Linked DNA regions of Mus musculus: all the other regions are linked to region 4. A link is a contact called in public HiChIP or PLAC-seq and promoter capture Hi-C data. All regions are on one chromosome and are shown on one strand. Each heading gives the region's core, a stretch centred on a gene start, on an enhancer-like site or on the middle of the called end of the contact. The rest is flanking DNA. Distances are from core to core; before and after follow the strand shown.

Evidence for each region. Promoter capture Hi-C pulls out the DNA fragments that hold promoters and counts their contacts. HiChIP or PLAC-seq counts read pairs in DNA pulled down with a chosen protein or histone mark. Capture Hi-C pulls out chosen DNA fragments and counts their contacts.
Region 1: a contact with region 4 is called in a promoter capture Hi-C map of liver. The contact joins the promoter of AI467606 here to the promoter of Kctd13 in region 4. A contact is called at or near these places in 16 of 39 promoter capture datasets (the 3T3-L1 cell line, 3T3-L1-derived adipocytes, the C10 cell line and 9 more), 6 of 484 Hi-C or Micro-C datasets (B cells, bone marrow-derived macrophages, centrocytes and 3 more), 21 of 115 datasets of contacts at active chromatin or transcription factors (the 230-238 cell line, DN3 thymocytes, the HPC-7 cell line and 13 more) and 3 of 9 other capture datasets (adipose tissue, liver and pancreatic islet).
Region 2: a promoter capture Hi-C map of the SN4741 cell line shows a contact between it and region 4, with 3 times the contacts expected there. The contact joins the promoter of Qprt here to the promoter of Kctd13 in region 4. A contact is called at or near these places in 16 of 39 promoter capture datasets (the 3T3-L1 cell line, the C10 cell line, the SN4741 cell line and 11 more), 2 of 484 Hi-C or Micro-C datasets (bone marrow-derived macrophages and embryonic stem cells), 7 of 115 datasets of contacts at active chromatin or transcription factors (the 230-238 cell line, bone marrow-derived macrophages, double positive thymocytes and 3 more) and 3 of 9 other capture datasets (adipose tissue, liver and pancreatic islet).
Region 3: an H3K4me3 HiChIP or PLAC-seq map of bone marrow-derived macrophages shows a contact between it and region 4, with 3 times the contacts expected there. The contact joins the enhancer-like site here to the promoter of Kctd13 in region 4. A contact is called at or near these places in 2 of 39 promoter capture datasets (the C10 cell line and cranial neural crest), 2 of 484 Hi-C or Micro-C datasets (bone marrow-derived macrophages and nephron progenitors), 2 of 115 datasets of contacts at active chromatin or transcription factors (bone marrow-derived macrophages and large pre-B cells) and 2 of 9 other capture datasets (adipose tissue and liver).

The regions. Positions count from the first base shown.
Region 1 is chr7:127,090,130-127,092,973 of GRCm38.p6, forward strand. AI467606 (expressed sequence AI467606) reads left to right here and starts at 1,307. Exons shown (of 2, transcript NM_178901.3): 1 at 1,307-1,343; 2 at 2,040-2,844. The coding sequence starts at 2,126. The coding sequence ends at 2,803.
Region 2 is chr7:127,120,540-127,123,588 of GRCm38.p6, forward strand. It overlaps Qprt (quinolinate phosphoribosyltransferase), which reads right to left and starts at 1,490. Exons shown (of 4, transcript NM_133686.1): 1 at 1,434-1,490. The coding sequence starts at 1,446.
Region 3 is chr7:127,164,364-127,167,322 of GRCm38.p6, forward strand. No RefSeq gene overlaps it. Among named protein-coding and RNA genes, the nearest start is that of Spn, 28 kb to the left of the region's middle. Within about 2 kb of position 1,403, at least 24 of the 459 cell types and tissues checked have an H3K27ac peak or open chromatin away from gene starts, as enhancers often do. A contact at or near this core is called in bone marrow-derived macrophages, where this site is marked.
Region 4 is chr7:126,927,543-126,930,343 of GRCm38.p6, forward strand. Kctd13 (potassium channel tetramerisation domain containing 13) reads left to right here and starts at 1,337. Exons shown (of 6, transcript NM_172747.2): 1 at 1,337-1,756. The coding sequence starts at 1,513. It also overlaps a transcript of Tmem219 not described here.

The sequences.
Region 1 (2,844 bases), core at 57-2,556, 160 kb after region 4:
GAGGGGGACAGGAGGAGAGGGGGAGAGGGTATAGGGGGAGAAGGGAGGAGGGGGACCGGGGGACAGGGAGAATGGGGAAGGGGAGAGGGAGAGGGAGTTCAGCAGTTAATTCGATGCTCTTGCAGAGCACCTAGGTTCAATTCCTAGCACTTACAAAGTGGCTCACAACTGTCTGTCAATCACTTCCAAGAGATCTGACATCCCCTTCTGGCCTCCTTGAACACGAGGCATGCTTGCGACCAAAATGCATACAGGTGAGCTAAACACACAAACACATAAAATAAAATAATAGGGTGGAAATCAATTAAGTAGACTCTGGTCTACACACACACACACACACACACACACACACGCAGACACTGCATGCACACCATGTAAAGGTATGATGGCCTAAACAACACCGGTAACAATTACTCTCATAGTGCTTACACCGTTAGGTATCAGAAGTAGTGGAGAGATGAGCCTGGGCACAGTGGCCTGGGACTGAAACCAACACTCAAAAGGCTTACGGGAGTGTGTATGTGTGTGTGTGGGGGGGGGGGGGGGATTCGGGGCCAACCTGGGCTACATCTTAAGTCCCTGTCTCAAACAAAACAAAAGTATGACACAGCTGGATGAAAAGGGTGCAGGGAGTAGACGGAAGGACAGGGACCCTCCAAGAAGCAGGCAGCAAGATACATCGCAGCGCTGTGGGAGCCCCTGAGCCGGTCTTTATAATCTTCCTCTCCCCTGGGTGAGCGAGCTGAGGTCTGGGCCTTGCCTGTAGGGTGAGAAGGTGAAGGCGCTGGGGTCTGGGCCTTGCCTGTAGGGTGAGAAGGTGAAGGCGCTGGGGTCTGGGCTTTGCCTGTTGGGTGAGATGGTGATCGCGCCTAGGCCTTGCCTATGGGGTGAGAAGGTGAAGGCGCTGGGGTCTGGGTCTTGCCTTTGGGGTGAGAAGGTGAAAGCGCTGGGGTCTGGGCCTTGCCTTTGGGGTGAGATGGTGAACGCGCTGGGGTCTGGGTCTTGCCTTTGGGGTGACAAGGTAAAGGCGCTGGGGTCTGGACCTTGCCTGTGGGGTGGGACTGACTGGAGCAAAGCAGCTGCTCATTCTGGCTCCACCTTACACAGGAAGTGGTTCTTCACCACACTGACCACATCCCCAGGTTGCCTTGGAAACACTCTGTGGGGGCAGGAAAAGTTGGGGCACAGTCGCCCAGCAACAGGTGGTAGCCTCCCTTCCGCCTTCTTCTGAGGCCAGCCCTCCAGGGCCTTTCAGATCGCTGCGCGCACACACACCCTCCCGGCATGCACTGGGAAGAAGGGCTCTGAAAACGGCGAAATCCAAGATTGAAGCAAGGTGACAGGTGAGGTGAGGGGTGCGGAAGCAACTGCAAATGGGGGACTGGTGGCAGAGATGTGGACAAATACCAACAAGGGAAGCAGACAGGCCAGTGATTGGGCAGAGCTGGGGAAGCTGGATAGGTGCCGGGCCACAGACCTGGTACAGCCAGATAGCACAACAGGGCCACCTCCAAGGAGAGCGGTTAGGTGGCTCAAAGAGTAGGTGCATATGGAAGGGAGGGGCCAGCAAGGGGTTTCTCTCTCATTCCAAGTCTCCTCACTTGAGACTGAGGCAAGACCTGAGAGCCCAGACCTTTGATCTGTCATCAGAGGTGGGGGGTGGGGCTGGAGGGGAAGTAAGGCCTGCGACTGTGCAGGGGAGCCTCAGCCAGCTCTGGCTTGTTCTCCGGCCTCTCCTGGTTTGCTCTTGACCTCTCTGGGACCCTTTGCTCCTCTCTAGTTTTGCCACCCATGCTCAATAAGCCAATTAGAAGAGCCGAATTAACAGTGGGTAGGGGTGGGGGTGGGAGCAGGAACGCAAGATGAGGGACAAAGAGATCCAGCACTCCCGACTCCCAATCTGTCTCTGAGGTTCTGAAGTAAAGTTACAGTTTAAAAAAAAGGCCAATGATGTGCAGTCCCAGTGACATGCAGTCTAAGCACTGTCTCATCCTGTGCCACGGTCAAGTTGTTAGAACCGTTGTTGAATCTCTTTCCAGGAAACGGGATATCCTCTGGTTGCTGTCCTTTCCTTCTCCCAGTGGAGACGTTCCTGACTGTTCTGAGTCCACACTGAGTCTCCCAGATGCCAGTGACGCCTCAGCAGCCCTCTGGGCACACGGAGGGGCTCCCTGAGCCTACAGCGGAGGCAGCAGTGTGGGTAGTAATCCCCTGTGGACCTTGTATTCCCATCATGCTGGGCCTGGCCTCTCTCACAGCCTTCTTCATCATAACTACTGCTGTACTGGCCGAACGCCTGTTCCGCCGCCCGCAACCAGACCCCAGCCAGCGTGCCCCCACCCTAGTCTGGCGCCCTGGAGGAGAACTGTGGATTGAGCCCACGAGCAGCGCCCGGGAGCGCTCTGAGGATTGGTACGGCTCCTCCATGCCTCTGCTGATGGACAGGGCTCCAGGTCCCCCAACACCCGGTGGCACCTTAGAGGGCAGAGCAACTGCTCCACCAGCCACTTCAGCCCCATACTCTTCCCTCAGTTCTCTAGTTCCTCAGACCCCACCAGAAGTCCCAGCCCAGAGCACCTTCTGGAGGCCTCAGACCCAAGAGGAGAGGCCCCATGACACAAGCCTGGTGAGCTGGGTTGGGTCTGAGCCCATGCCAGAGGCTGGCTTGCAGGTTGGGAGCCCCAGGCCTTGGAGGCCGAGGCAAGGGAGCCTGGAACCTGATTGGGGTCTCCAGCCTCGGGTCACCCTGGAGCAGATCTCAGCATTCTGGAAGAGGGAAGGCCGGACCAGCGTGGGCTTCTGAGTCTTCAGGACCTGTAAGACTAACTCCCACCTCAGAGGGAC
Region 2 (3,049 bases), core at 240-2,739, 190 kb after region 4:
GCACACCCCTTTAATCTCGGCACCCGGGAGGCATAGGCAGGAAGATTGCTGAGTGTTCCAGCCCAGCTAGGGCTCCACAGTGAGGACCTGTCTCAAAACTAAATGAATAATCAGAGGGGAAAGACAGTTCAGGAGGCCCCAAGCTCCATCCCCAGAGACGTACAAAGGTGGAAAGAAGAAGAGAACAACCTCTGAAAAGATGTCCTCTGACCTCCACACTGTGACACCTGACACCCCCACCACCATGCACTCACATACAATAATAAGTTTAAAAATTCAGAAACCCGGGTTGGATGAAAAATGCCATTATTGAACCCCCTTTCTCAGAAAAGGGAATCCATGGCTATTTTCTCAGAATTTCATATTCATGTTGGGCATCCATGCCCTCCCTGAACACCCACCCACAGTTCCTCAGTAAAGAACTCAGGAACCGGGACACTTGCAAAGGTGGTTGAGTTTCCCTACCACCCTGAAGCATCTTCCAGATGCAGAAACCTAGAATCCTTCTGGGTAACTTCCCAGGGTTCCCACAGCTGTGAATCCCCTGGCCTCAAATCCAGGGCAGTGTTAATGTTAGGAGGGAAAGGCAGACCAGGCAGAACACACGGGTTTGATCCCAGCACTTGGCAGGCGGCCGGCGGCAAATTTCGGTAAGTTTGAGGCCAGCCCGATCAGCACAGGCAACTCCCCAGATTCTAGCCAGACCTACAAATCCAGAGCAGGCTCCACAGGCAGGCCAGAGGAGTTGCATGCAAACCGGCAGGAAAGTGGGGAGGATGGGGGAGGAGGCCCCAGGGAGGAAAGGGAAACACAAAAGATTTAAATAAGAGCGGCAAACCTACTAGGGTGGAAGGTCTTAAGCATGCTGCGCAAGTGTCGACCACTGAGCTACACCCCAGACCCAATGCTACTGCAAGAAAAAGAGGCTGTGAGGCTGTAGAAGTCTTCCGATGGCCCTGCAGCCTGTCCTTGATGCACTCTAGGCTCAAGCAGGTGCTGTGAGTCCCAAGCCAGACTCTGCGGCCTGAGCGCAGTCTCCGACTTCATCCCCTCCCCGCCCCCCACACTCTACAGGGATGAGACCGGACTTTGCCTCCGCTTCTCTTGGCTGCTAACAAGGGACAGAGTCCAGGGCTGCTCCCCTTTCCAAACTCCCACTACCAGTCCATCTGACCCCAGCAGAGCAACCCCATCCATTCTGTTCCCAAGCTTCTGCCCTTCCGTAGGGCTCAACACAGAAAGAACCGCGAAGCAAGAGGAGGATTTTGGAGGTTCAAACAAGACAGAGAGAAGCGGACTTGGGAACAAGATCCAAGGAGAGGCCACAAGGGGTTCTTTAGAGAAGAGAGAGGGAGGCAGATGGCTGAAATAGGAAGAGGGACGGGCAGTAGGGGACATAGAAAACAGGAACACAGAGCAGAGACTTAGGTCACCTTCAGGGTCCATGGTGACTTGGAGCAGCCAGCGGGTCAGTGTGTTCACCACAGTTCAGGTCGAATGTTCCCAGAAGCTGAGGCTGGGGGTGGGGCTGCCAGAGAGAGGGGAGGGAGGGGCCGAGCTGGGTCAGTCCTTCCTAAGAGCCCTCACGGTACACCTCTTTGGACCCTCGCTGAGCCAGCCCCACTGCGAACCCCAGAATCAGTGGGAAGTGCTCAGCTGTGAGCACTTAGAAATTCTGACTCCTCTGGCACCAAACAGGCCCTGTTTTCTCCACTTCCAGCCCTGCTGGAGCTCCCTCGGAGTGCAGGGCCATGAATGCCGGACCTCACTCTCCTATGAGGGCCGGAAAGCCTTGTTAGTGGTGTGCTGGGAAAATCGTGGATCCCAGACCTGCACTCAAGCCCCAATTCCGTTCTCCCTAACCCCACCAGAGAGAGGCTCTCACTGTATAGATCCACCTCCTGTGTCCCCAGCCCGTGCTAGGATTAAAGCGCGCACAAGCACATGCGGCCCATTCTCTTTTTATCTCAAATTTTCTGAGGGACAGAGTAGGAACCCCACAAATATCCCCTCATCCCTCCCACTTTTCCTGAGAGCTGCAGTCTGAATGTGCTCCCCCAAAGTCAGTGTGTTGAAAACTTACCCCCCCAAATTTATAGAAATTTGGAGGAGGGGTTTTGGATGAGGCCCTAAGGGTGACGGAGGAGACTGTAGCATCAGTGACTTTGTAGCAGACTGAGAAATATTGCATGTTCTGGATCATATGTGGCTCCTAGCTCTAAATCTTTGGTCATGTATGTTTAACCTGGAGTACACGTGGGAGCCAGAAAACTAGAGATGGACCACAAGGGTGGATACCTAAGGGCTGGGTCAGGGAAATAAAGTAGAGAAGGATGGAATGGGGAAGGGTCAAACCTGGGGGAGGGAGCAAGGTTAGCCAAAATAAAAGGTATATGAAAAAGCTATAGGGAAACCATCTTCCAACCCAAGAAAAAACTATTAGTGAAGATAGTAGAACACTGAGATGTGAAACGAGAGAGAGAGAGAGAGAGAGAGAGTGAGAGAGAGAGAGAGAGAGAGAGAGAGAGAGAGAGACTCAGGGTTAAAGTGAAGAAAAGAGATTCAGAAAAGGGTGGGGGGAAGGGAAGCCCAAACTAAGCGTATATGAGGAAGCATTGCAGGAACCCACTGTTCTGAAAGCTATTTTTAAATATATAATATTTTTTAAATAGGGAGTTGAGCAGAAGTACCCTGCATGAGTGCTTCCCAGAAGACATGAATTATTAAATGAGAACCTCAGTGCCGGGGTGAGCCCTCTCCCTGTGAGTTACTGGTCAGTAAGGCTCCAGATGCTCCGAAAACAGCACACTACTGCTATTGCTCTTGGCTGTGCACCGTAACTACAGGGTGAGACTCGATTGCTGAGAATACCACTCCTAATGCAGAACATAACAAAATTAACCTTGAGCTGACCAGGAAACTTTCTCCCTGTTGGCTAGCCTGCACAATGCCATACAGGCTTCTGGGAGGGGAAAGACATGTATCTTACCTAGTGCTGGACCCATCACGCTGTAACTGACAGGATAGATGCAAGCGAGAGTGGTAGGGT
Region 3 (2,959 bases), core at 153-2,652, 240 kb after region 4:
ACATGTCTCCACTCCAACTGCAAGCTGCAGGAGAAAGTGAGAAACAACCCCAGCAGCTGCGTCCCTGTGCACATGCTAGCATGCAGGGAGTGTTAAAGCTGAAAATTTCTAAGAGAAAGACCAAATCGACAACTGACCTATTAAAGCAAGCTTTATGTAATACTGGCTAGGACAATGGACCCTGGCCAGATCCATACCCAGGATCCATGAAGATTGGCCCCCAATTAGGTCAGACGGGTGCCTACAAAGGTCAAACCCACAGGCTCTGGTACTTTCTGCTTCCATACATCCTGATGTACTACTTCCTGCCCATGTGTCTTCTGCCTACTGGCGATCAAGGTCTTCCTGTGCAGCATGGGCAACCAAGCTTGTGTACTGAAGGGAAAACACAGGCCTTGTTATCTGACGTGAACAGCAGCCCAGGGAGTTACCTGTCCTTGGGCAAATGGGATTAGCCTTTACAGTCCCCATGTGCAATGTTTAGAACAAAGAAAGTGAAAAAATATATATATAGGGTATGGTGGGATATATTTGTAATCCAGCATTAAGAGACTGAGATAGGAGGATCAAGAGTTTGAGGCCAGCCTGGTAGATTCAGGGAAGCCTGGGTTACAAAGTGAGACAAAAAAAGGGGGGGGGGCAAACTACCCATCAGATAGAAAAGATAGGTAGACCAGATATTCAAACAATAAAACAGTAGAAAACAAGCTAAAGAATGAGAGGCTCTTGTGAGTAGACATTTCTCAAAAGGACGCAGGTATGTGGGCTCATGCAACCAAAGTCACAAAACATCTGGGAGCACTGGTGTTGCTCATAATCTCAGTTCTGGGGAGCTGACTGCAGGGGAGTCCCTGGGGCTCACTCAACAGCCAGGTCCAGGGCCTAGTGAGAGACCCCGTCTAACACAAGGTTGATCTTTGCCTCCACTTACGTGCATATACATACCTGCACACAGACACACACACATATACAAAAAAATAAAACCTTTTAAAATATGGAATTAGAAGCTGGGTGTAATGGTGCATGCCTTCTATCCCAGCAATTCCGGGAGGTAGAGGCAGGAGGATCTCTGTGAGTTTGAGGCCAGCATGGTCTACACAGAAAGTATGTAACACAGAAAAGGATGTAACACAGAAAAACCCTATCTCAAAAAAATAAAGAAACTAGCAAAGAAAACCAGGAGTTAGGTTTGGTGGCTTGTATGTTTAATCCTATCACCCAAGAGGCTGAGGCAGGAAACCCACAGGTTTGAGGCCAGCCTGGGCTATAAATTGAGACCCTGTGCTTCAAAAAGCAAAGCTAACAGCAACAAGAAGTGCTTGAGAGGAGGAGGAGAAGGGAACACTCAGACATTCTTGGTGAGAATGCAAATTAGTATAACCATTATGGAAAACAGTACAAAGGTTCCTCAAAATGCTAGAAACCGGGCTGGGAAGTAGCTCCATGGCAGACAATGTGCATCACATGAGAGGGTTTAATCCCTAGAGAAAAAGAGAAGTATCGTTTGAAAGGTCTTGGGATATCATAACGCTGAAATGATATGAAATGAGAGTCAGGCACAGCGGCACACACCTGCAACCCCAGCACTGGAGAAGAAGGGGGGGGGGCGTTCAAAGCCAGCCTGGCCTAGCTTACATGGAAAGTTCCAGTACAGTCATGAAAGAGCCATCACCTAGGCAATTCTCAGTCACCCCACACTTCCTGGCTTGTCAGGCATGTCCCCAGACTAAGTTATGCAAAGGCTCTGAGAATAGTTCAAAAGAACAACCTTATAAAGTCCCAGATGATAATTACCAACGAAAGGCTACTTCAAAGCTTACACGCGCCATCACTCCAGATTCATGTGAGATACGAGAAACCACGTGTGACATTGTCCAAAACCAAAACCACGAAAAGCAAACAGAACCATTTGATCCAGCAATCCAGCTACTGGGTAAATGGACAGGGAGGGAAGCCTGTGTCCAAGAGCTATCTGCACTGTCACATTGTCACAACTGTCACAGACGAAGGGGTTTGCCTTCTCCAAATGCCTAGCAGCCTTGGGGCCTGGTTAGTTTTGTATCAACTTGACACAGGCTAGAGTTTTCTGGAAAAAGGAACCTCAATTGAGAAAATACCTCCTTTAGACTGTAGGCATATCTGTGACAGGATTTTAGAATTCTCGTATTGCACATGAATCTGGAGTGATGGCGCGTGTAAGCTTTGAAGTAGCCTTTTGTTGGTAATTATCATCTGGGACTTTATAAGGTTGTTCTTTTGAACTATTCTCAGAGCCTTTGCATAACTTAGTCTAGGGGCATGCCTGACAAACCAGGAAGTGTGGAGTGACTGAGAATTGCTTAGGTGGCGGGTCTTTCAAGACAACCGGGAGATCAGATAAGAAGTTTTGGTATGTGGAAATTGACTTGATAAGGTGCCTTTTAGGTAACAATAAAGAGCATCTAGGGAGCTGTCAGTGTTCAGTCCTTGCTAGGCTGATCCCCCTGCTGCAGAGAATTTCATCTCTTTTATTCTGTCCATCCTCCCAGTAGGGCACTTTCTTGATTAAAGATTGTTCTGGAATGGCCCATCCTCCTGTGGGTGGTGCTACCCCTGAACAAGGGAGACTGGGTTCCAGAAGAAAGCAGACTGAGCAAGCTATGCAGAGCAAGCCAGTAAGCAGCAGCCATCTCCCTGCTTCCCCCCACCCCCCAACCTCTACTCCAGTTCCTGCCTTGAGTTCCTGCCCTGACTTCCCTCAGGGTAGACTGCATGAAATGATCCTTTTCCTTCCCACGATGTTTTTAGTCATGCTGTTTATCACAGCAATAGAACAACCAGGATTTGACCCAGCTCTGCCTATTGGCTTGTTGCTGGGCATTTGTCTGTATACTGAGGCTCTTGGAATTCTATTTTCCAGTTGCTAATATTCCACAACAGAAAAACTGATCTATGAAGTTTCTGTTTCTGTAAAATACCA
Region 4 (2,801 bases), core at 87-2,586:
TGGCAACAGCAAGGCTTCAGGGAGGAGAGCAAGTTCCAGTCAAGAATTACCTTCTCACTGCTCCACCTGGTAGGGAGAGCAGGCTTGGCAATCCCTCTTGGCAGAACACAAGTTTCTTCAGTGCCGGACACATTTCTTGATAACATCTTCTAACAGCCACTTTGCTTCTCCACACTGCTACCTCTCCAGAGCCAACACTAGATTTGTACCCCTGACTGAGCAGCAAAAGAACCAACCAGACCCAGAGAGAGGAGCTTTGCCCAGATCTTCCAGTCAGCTGGTGACAGAGTTGGAGAAGAGAAACTGGAACTCTCTCCCGACACAGGGGTTTTCTATGTAGACTAGGGTTGGACTTGAACTCAGAGAGCCACCTGCTTCTGTCTCCTGAGTGCTGGGATTAAAGGTGTGAGCCAACACTGCCTGGTTTGACTTTGCTTAAACATCCAAGACAAAACCCCTTCCAGACGTTAGGGCAGGCTGTTAAATACCTCAGCTATCACCTCTTGTTCACAATGCCCTATACCTTCTTCTCTTTTGGGGTTCCTTGGAAGGTCTCATGACAGCTGGGATTCTAAGACCTTCACTAGCTTGTCCAGTCTTATTCTTGTAATCGCCACGTTCCTGCCTAATGGTTCTCCTTTTGCTTTGAGATAGGTAAGACTGTATAGGCCAGGATCCCCTGGAGCTCATAATCTCTCTGCCTCAGCCTCCAGGGCTAAAATTAGTTATATGTAATTCAGGTCTCTATCCTTTTCCCTTCAGGGAACTCTTTGCACCCGCCTTCTAACCTGTGAGTCCCCTGGAAACCCTATGGCCTCATTGGAGAACTTTCTTTTTTCTTTTTTTTTTTTTTTTTTTTGTTTTGGTTTTTGGTTTTTTCGAGACAGGGTTCCTCTGTTTAGCCCTGGCTGTCCTGGAACTCACTTTGTAGACCAGGCTGGCCTCGAACTCAGAAATCTGCCTGCCTCTGCCTCCCGAGTGCTGGGATTAGAGGTGTGTGCCACCACGCGCGGTGAACTTTCATTTTGTTGACGGTTCTTCTAACAGTCTGTCAAGTGCACTGAGCTGGGCTAGGAAAACTATACTCAACCTTCAGCCTCTGCGCTTGTTTCTTTTTACGCGAATGAAGCGCTGCTGAAATCGTCACGGGTTGCGGTATTCTCCATCCACATGAACAAGGGGGCAAAGGATCCTTTAGACGTTTTCTCAGAACACCACACCCCCCAACCCGCAGGCTGGACTGCAACGGCGCCACCGACTGCGCACGCCCCGGTTCTTGGCTCCGCCCCCGAGACGCGGCCCTCGGCCTGGCCGCGCCTGCGCAGCTCCGCGCGCCGGCTTCCGGGTGGAGAGAGCGCGCGATGGGGCGGCTGGTGGACGTCGCGGAGTAGCTGTGGAGAGTGGGCGTGTGCGCCGAGCGGCCGGGCGCCGGCGCTGGAGTCGCGGGATCTCAGGGAACCGGACCGGGGCGCAGAGAGGGCCTCCGACTGCCACCCGCGTCCGCTCACTGGCATGTCGGCCGAGGCCTCGGGCCCGGCGCCGGCTGCGGCCGAATGCTTGGAGTCCCCTAGCCCCTCGAGTGTGGAGCCTGGCTCCCCCTCGTACAGTCTGAAGCCCCTCACCCCGAACAGCAAGTATGTGAAGCTGAACGTGGGCGGCTCGCTGCATTACACCACGCTGCGCACCCTCACGGGGCAGGACACCATGCTCAAGGCCATGTTCAGCGGCCGCGTTGAAGTGCTCACAGACGCGGGAGGTATGCGTGCCGCCGGTACACGTGCTGCCCTCCAGCTCCCAGTTCATTCCAGGCTCCCTAGTCCCATCTTATCTTTTCCTAATTCAGAATCTCTCTCTTTCCCCAATCCTTTACTTCCAGCAGTAACATCTGCCAAGCGCTCCATTGCCGATTATCTGCTCTTCTTCCCTTAGTTCAAACAGCCAAGGAACCAGGTCTACTGCAAGCAGTACCCCTCAAACAACCTTTATCACTTACTTCCCACTGCCCAGCCTTTTGTTTGCCTCTCTGCGGTAGAACCGCCCCAGGTAGCCTCGAGAACGGAAAGATTTGGTCTGTCTCTAATACAAGTGCCCAGTGCCCGCACTCTAGGAATCATCCATGAATGCGAAGTGAAGGGCGCAGCTTTTCTTGACAGGTGAACCTTAACCTTCTCGGGAGTGTTGCCTTAAATTTGGGACTCACTTATTGTAGAATAGCTTTAAGGGGAAGGGCTTAACATAGATAAAAGCAAACACTTAGGAGGTGAAGTTCGGCTTTCAAATACCGAAGATGAAAATTCACTTATTTGATTAGTATTGTGATGCGTCAGTTACTGCTAGAGAAAGTTTGGTAAAGGGAAATGATGAATCTTGGGGAGTTAGCCCCACACCCCGCAGGGAGTTGGGGAGGGCATGGAGTAGGAATGACCAGTAAGCAAGAAAATCTCATGTAATCACAGTAATTCTTGGTATTCCAAGTAATGTTACTACTTCATCGTTGTGAACCGGAGGATTGAAGTGGGCATTTTTCATTAAATTAGATGGTTAAAATGAATACAAGGGGTTACATTTATTGATAAGGTAATTTGGTAAGAATCTCCCCCATGGTGAGCTGGGCCTGGTGCCTCCTGCCTATACTGCTAACACTCAGTTTGGGTTACATAATGAGATCCTGACTTTAAAACAACGTTCCCACGGTGAGAGCCTTCTGACTGCCCAGCAGATTTGGGAGGGATCTGTTCCGTGGCAGGTGTGTGTATGATACACTGGAGATGTTTGAAACAGTTTTTGAACATGGCAGAGGT